Linked DNA regions of Sus scrofa: region 1 is linked to region 2. The links are chromatin contacts, called in public Hi-C maps. All regions are on one chromosome and are shown on one strand. Each heading gives the region's core, a stretch centred on a gene start, on an enhancer-like site or on the middle of the called end of the contact. The rest is flanking DNA. Distances are from core to core; before and after follow the strand shown.

The links. Hi-C and Micro-C count contacts between places; a contact is called where the count stands out from the background.
Region 1: a contact with region 2 is called in a Hi-C map of liver, with 2.9 times the contacts expected there. The contact joins the promoter of ACSL3 here to the enhancer-like site in region 2. A contact is called at or near these places in 1 of 5 promoter capture datasets (liver), 5 of 47 Hi-C or Micro-C datasets (brain, liver and skeletal muscle) and 1 of 2 datasets of contacts at active chromatin or transcription factors (skeletal muscle).

The regions. Positions count from the first base shown.
Region 1 is chr15:124,740,535-124,743,883 of Sscrofa11.1, reverse strand. ACSL3 (acyl-CoA synthetase long-chain family member 3) reads right to left here and starts at 1,870. Exons shown (of 16, transcript NM_001143698.1): 1 at 1,750-1,870.
Region 2 is chr15:124,686,242-124,689,875 of Sscrofa11.1, reverse strand. No RefSeq gene overlaps it. Among named protein-coding and RNA genes, the nearest start is that of ACSL3, 54 kb to the left of the region's middle. Within about 2 kb of position 1,260, at least 3 of the 83 cell types and tissues checked have an H3K27ac peak or open chromatin away from gene starts, as enhancers often do. A contact at or near this core is called in liver, where this site is marked.

The sequences.
Region 1 (3,349 bases), core at 621-3,120, 53 kb before region 2:
CACCATAACCCTCACATCTGCTCCACACTCAACACTGCCATCCTACAGAACCAACCCAACTCTTTTTATAGAAAGGAGAAACCAAGAAAAGTCTAAAAAGAAAATGCCAGAGTGACTAGAGAAGCCTTACTCATCCCTAAGGATGAGAACTGCACTGGAAGGTGCCAGAACACAAAAGAAAAAAACAAACTCTGTGCAACGGACTCTCATGTCACAACACCTCTTCCCTGAAATAACCTTCTAATACACTTTCAGGAACAACTCAGCAGCATCCTGTGGCACCCTTCAACCCTTGGAACTCATCTGGGGAAACCAAAAAGTTGGGATGATCATAAACAGAAGGTATTATCAATTCATTGAGTAATAAAAATAATAATAAAATAAATAAATAGTTGCACCTAAAAAAAAAAAAAAGAAGGTATCATCAAACTACAGCTCTCCTGGCAGCCAAACAAAAATCCACTGTGTGACAACTTCAGCCAGCTACCGAGGAGAGGCAGCATAATATAGTGCTTAGATGTGAGAGCTCTGCATTTTCAGACAGGTGGGTCTGAATCCCAGCTTTTCTTTCTTGTTCTGATCTGGGGGAAAGTTAGGCCCAAATGGCAGTTTCTCCTGCTGTAAAATGATCCCTAGAAGGATGTTAACAGTTTTAGAGATACTATGCATAAAGCTCTTAGCACAAAGCCTGGAATGTTAATAAAGGCTCAATAAGCGTCAGCTGTTTGTCATTTTATTCAGCTATAATGACTTACACGAAGCCTAGCCCCTCTCTAGCCTTCAAATAATTTCAAAGACATCGTTATGCCCTATCTATTTTTGAAGGGCCCGATACACAATAGCTTAGAGCACATTTTCTAAATGCAGCCTAGACAAACGAGTTCTATGTCTCTGGGCCTCGGGTTCCTCATCTGTGAAACGGGTCTGATCATCTCAGCCTCACTGGATTGCTGGCAGTAAGCAGTCGCTCGGTATTGCACATTCCCTAACTAGTGTATAATTAAAATGCACCTGGGGAAAGGTAAACTTTCAACTCCAACCCCGAAACAACAGTATTAATCCCAGCCCCATCAGAACCGACTGCGGCCAGAACAAATACCACCAAAGTCGACGCATCTCACACCTCCAATTTCTCCTCACGCACTGCAGCAAAGCCCCCCGCCCCCCTGTGCGGCTCAGTTTCTCCGCTCCCAGGGACTACATTCAGAGCCGAGCTAGTGAAAGCAGCCAACCTCCCACCCCACCCCGCCCCCGGAACGCCGGGAGGGACCCCGTGTGTCCTTCCTCCCCCGGGCTGCGCGGCCGCTCCGCTGCGGTCCCCCAGTTCACGTGGGCCCTTCGGCCCGAGCCCCACCTCAGCCGCTTCCCGGATCCCACAGCGGCGCCTCCCACCCGGCCCGGCTGCTTCTCCCCACGTCGCGGGGGGAGCCCGCACCTCCGGCGCGCACACCCCCGGCGCCGGGATCGGCGGCTACGTCGGGGACCGGGGGGCGAGCAGGCCGGCAGCGTCCCTCCCCCAAAACACCGCCGCCCTCGGGCCCAGCTCGGTCGCACGCTGAGGCCAAGCCGCCAACCAAGCTCCGCTGCTCCCCACAACCGGCGCCGCACTCACCGCAACGCCGGGGCCCGGGTTCCTCCCGACTCCGGCCCACGAAGGCCTGGTTGCACCCCCAGAGCATTCACTCCCCGAGCCGCCTCCTGGGGACCCTGACGCAGCCGCCGCCGCAGTCGCGCTGCAAGGGGGCGTACCTCTGCTGCCTGGTCCGGCGCCGCAGCCGCAGCCGCCGCCTCCTACTCCTCCCAGTCGTCCCAGCTCTGTCCGCGGCGACTGGCACGGCTCCGCTCCCCGGCGCCGGCAGACCAGCGTCTGTTGAGCCGAACCGCCCGGGACGCACTCCCCCGGCCGGCGCTCGTTGCATATGCAGAGAGACCGCCGCCCATTGGCCCGGCGGCGGTGGCGCGTGCGGGGCTGGGCCTATCGAATTCCGGCCGGGAGCGCGGCGCGGGCGGCCGGGGGCGGGGCGGGGTTACTACAGGTCATTCCACGGAGCAGCGGCGGACGGGACCCAGCCGCAGCCGGCGCGGGGCGGGGAGCCGTCGGCGGGGAGGAATGGGACCACAGCTGCAGGGGGAGGGGAGCCGGGCTGCGCGGCCGGGAAGCTGGCGGAGGAGGGGAGGGTCCGACCGGGTCTACAGCGGAGGCCGTTCCTGGAGAAAAAGACTCCGACCCCCCCGCCCCCAAAAGATTTACAAACACAGTTATTACTCTAATGCATAAATCTTAATATAGATCAGAGGGAAATGCGCATATTATTTTCATTCTTAACGTGTTTACTTGTTTTGTTCTTGAACAAATTTGTCAAATTATTAAAATAAAATGATTTTTGGAAATGGCTGAAGCGAGAGGGGCTCAAAAATTCTAGCCATGTACCATGTTTATTATTTCTCCTGTTTTGACTTCTCTGAACCCTGCAAATAACCCTTCTCCCCTCAGTGCACTATTTATAAAAGATTGATATTTTTCAAAGGACAAAGTTTACCCCAAATTATCGTCTTTGGATGTTTTTCTTATGAAGCTAGAAGTGTTCCTGCATTTTAAGGAGGTTGCCATTATATCCCACGTTAGACAATACGGAAGGAAAAACAAAAGACACGGAACACAGGTAGACTGCCTTCCCATTAGCAAACAAACCAAAACACAAATGACTTAAACAATAGCTACAGTGCACAATAAGAAAGTTGACTTTCATTAAACAAATAGGAGTGGGATGAAGGGGGTTTTTTTTTAAATCCAACGAATTAGTGAACGAAGTTATAACGTTAAGTCAGATATGATACCACAGGAAATAAAACATTTAGAGGGTTTGGTTTGGTTTTGAAGTGATGAAGGCGCTAGAAATGGCTGTTTGAATAGTAAACCTCCCCGCGATGCAAAACTTGTGTTTAAGTAGGTGAAAGGTGACGTTCACGAGCCAACCGCAGGCTAAAGCAGGAGCTTGCTTCTCAAGAAAATCTCAAAATCAGTGATGCCGCCTCAACTTGAGCTAGGTGGAGTGATGAGGCTGAGAGCAAAGAAGGCTCACTCACCTCGGGCCCCAGGCCAATTTACCTTGCTAAAAAAAGGATACTCAGGCAACCTGATCTTCTACTAAGAAAGGAGGTTCCATTGCTCCTAATCTGAGGAAATGCTATCAAAAGATACACCCTGAAGATAAATGGAATGCAGAATTTCTTATCTGAAAAGATTGCCACCATTCTGCATGCAAAAGGAAGTATACCTTAAAAGTGGTTGTTCCAGAACCAAGAAAAGCCTCTAGCAAAATATGTAGTTTCCAAAGGAGGAACTTTT
Region 2 (3,634 bases), core at 11-2,510:
CCACAGCAACGCGGGATCCGAGCCGCGTCTGCGACCTACACCACAGCTCACGGCAACGCCGGATCATTAACCCACTGAGCAAGGGCAGGGACCAAACCCGCAACCTCATGGTTCCTAGTCGGATTCGTTAACCACTGCGCCACGACAGGAACTCCGAGAGTAAACATTCTTGAGGATAATCTCTAAAAGCGTGGACCTCAGGCAGTCTTCTCTTTAACTTTCCTATAACTTCAGGTATAGGAACTGCTTGTTGGGTTCCTGTTTTAAATCTTTGTCAACGTTTCCCTAACCAGAAAAAGGCAAGGCCTGTGACATCTTCAGAGCAGATTTCGAGGAGTTCCCTTGTGGTGGGGCGGGCTAAGGATCTGGCATTGTCACTGCAGAAACATGAGCGGGGTGTCAGTCCCTGGCCAGGGAATTTCTGCATGCTGTGAGCGCAGCCAAAAAAAAAAAAAAAAAAAAAAAAAAGAGAGCCGACTGCAAAATCTGAGGTTTACCTGTAGTGTTTCAGGTGCCACACGGGAGGCTCCTGGAGCTGATTACTGGGCATGTCTAAGAGCAGAAGTTCAGCAGCTCACACCACCCCATCAGTGTCCTAGGGCTCAGGCCACAGCAAGGAGCCGAGGGCCACCTCTGGGAGACTGTCAGCTCCCCAAGGCCAGCAGCCGGGCCTGTTTCCCCAACTGCTGGACAGCGTCTGGGGCAGAGGCTGTGCTCAGTAAATATTTGTTGAGTGACAAACAAATGAATGAACATCGGCTCTTGGGCAGCCCAGAACCACTTCTGGGGTTTCTGGTTCAGGATCTATACTACCTTTTCCAGCTGTCCCTTAAACTCTAGGTGGTGACCTCAGCAGTGCAAGGGTAGGAAATGCGTTTTTTTCCCAGAGCAGCTCTCGAGCCTGAGGATGTAGCGCACACCTCCCCGAGGGTGTTTTTGCACGTGGACATCACATCTTCCTCCACTAGGCAGTTTTCCAATATGACGAAGCTGATGTCTTCATCACCATCTCATTTCCAGCGCAAAAAGAAAAGTGGCCACGACTTCACCCTTAGACTGAGAACTTTGGACCCAGAGAGGAACACTTTTCAGGGAGGAGAAGCTCTCAAGAGGCAGCATGTCATTACAAGCTCTTGTCAAGGAGTGCCTGGAATCTGCACATTATACGTAACTCGAAAGAAAACACAACATTTAGTGCTGTCAGACAAAGGGCAGCTAAAAAATGGCTTTTCATTTGTCAGGGCATTAAGTATCCTTTGGATTTATCCTCAGAGCAAAGTTCTGCTTGCACTGCAAATATTGATTCTAGAAGCAATGAGCACAGCAGGATATAGGACCAAAGAATGTTATGCACAATAGGACTTTGTGGAAGAAATAGAGGATGCATCCAGGTAAAATCGGAATGTCATAAAATTCACGAATAACAAAGCATTTCCTTTTTCCTTTGGACAAGGTCCCATTTGGGGAAAGGATAGTAGAGTTTGGAATAAGCAAGTCTGCCCTTTAATCTTTAATGCAAGGGCCTTGAACTAATTCCAAGTTGCTTGTAGATATCACTGACCCACTAATGGAGGGTCTCAAAAATGTTACACAGATACATGGAGCTTCTGGCTACCCACGAGACGGGGGTGTTCATGAGCCTTAAATATTAAAAGTAAAGGCTGCTTACTGGAATATGTTTGAACACAGCCCTAAATCAGAAGGAAAATAAGAAGAGGTTAAAGGGAAATATGAAAGCAAGAAAAAAAAACAAAGAAAGGAGAGAGACGGAGGAGAACTTAGCATAGGAAGAGGAGGAGTTCCCTTGCGACTCAGTGGGTTAAGGATCTAGCATTGTCACAGAGGCACAGGTCTCTGCTGTGGCACAGGTTCCATCTCTGACCTGGAAACTTCTGCATGCCGTGTGCATAACCAAAAAAAAATAGGAAGAGGAGTTTACCGAGGGGAAGGCTTATAAAGGCAATCCTTAGCCGCTGCAATAACAGTAGCTCAAAGAAAGGATTTAGCCCAAAAATGGAGTGCTCAGAAAGTTCTAGATTTGGTGTTTGGTTCTTCATGCTGGATCATCAAGCTGAAGCCCAAGTCTTGATATTGGCTCAGAGAAATGTGTAATGTGTTCGTGATTAGGTGTAGTTCACCCCTGATCTAGATAGAAAGTGGAGGGAAGGAAGCAAAGGTTATATCATTGGGGAAAGATAGGTCGGGCCCAGTACAAAGACCCAGATTTATAAACCCTGCGATACTGTCAGATACTTGAGCCAACAAGTGAACAGGGAGGAAGATCCCTACACCATAGTCTGGGGCAGCTCAGAGAAGAGTCAGCAGGCAACTTGACCCTGATATTAAGCCAGCTTCTCCCACGGCGGCACTGAAACTAAGTTGTGGACATGATGGAAGACACCAAAAGGCTCACCAAGGCAGAGAAATACGGAAACCTCCGACAGATAACTCCTGGTCTGGTGGCAGAGACAAAATGATGTTGAGTCAGACAATAGACATGGTTTCCAGTCCCTGCTCTGCTATTTCCCAGTTGTGTGAGCTTGTACAACTAACCTCCAGATCGCTCCTTCTTTACCTGAACAATGTGGAATTATTGTAGGCTTGCCTTCAGCCTGCATGCACTGGAACAATAACCACTCTGATCATTTATACCCAGTGTTCTCACTGGCGGCACTCAAACCATGCCTATTGTTAAGGATTTTGAGTATCACTCCGGGTGTAGTAACGCCTGTTTTGAAAACAGTAACTAATATGCCCAAAGCCTACTGTGCATTGCCCGACACATCACACATCGTAGGCACCTAAATGAATAGTAGCTGTCACTACTTTGTTAAAATAGCGGCCATCCGGAGTTCCCATTGTGGCGAAGTGGTTAACGAATCCGACTAGGAACCATGAGGTTGCGGGTTCGGTCCCTGCCCTTGCTCAGTGGGTTAACGATCCGGCGTTGCCGTGAGCTGTGGTGTAGGTTGCAGACGCGGCTCGGATCCCACGTTGCTGTGGCTCTGGTGTAGGCCAGTGACTACAGCTCCGATTCGACCCCTAGCCTGGGATCCTCCATATGCCATGGGAAGTGGCCCTAGAAAAGGCAAAAAACAACAACAACAATAACAAAATAGTCGCCATCCTTGCTAACTGCTGTGAACTGAATTGTGTCCCCTCCCCCACAACAAAACAATTCCGATATTGAAGCCCCAACCACCCAGTGTGACTATAATGGGAGATAAAATCTTCAAGAGAGTACTTAAGGTTAAATGAAGTCATATGGTTGGGCCCTAATCTGCTAAAACCGGTGCCCTTATGAGAAGAGAGACACAGAGTTCTCCCTCCTGTCTGCACACAGCGGAAAGCCATGACTGCAGGAGGGCGAGATGAGAAAGCAGTCACCTGTCTACCATCCCGGAAGCGAGGTCTCACCAGGGACCAACCATGGCCGCACCTTCATCTCCGACTCCCAGCCTCCAGAACTGTGAGAAAAGAAATGTCTGCTGTTTAATTAAGCCCTAGGGCCTATAGTATTTCATTATGGCAGCTGAAACGAATACCCAGACCGATTGATACACATTAGTAGACCAAAGGTGAATGCCATGCAGCTGTTGCTGGCAAAATAATCAACTCCATTTGTAGCATGCAT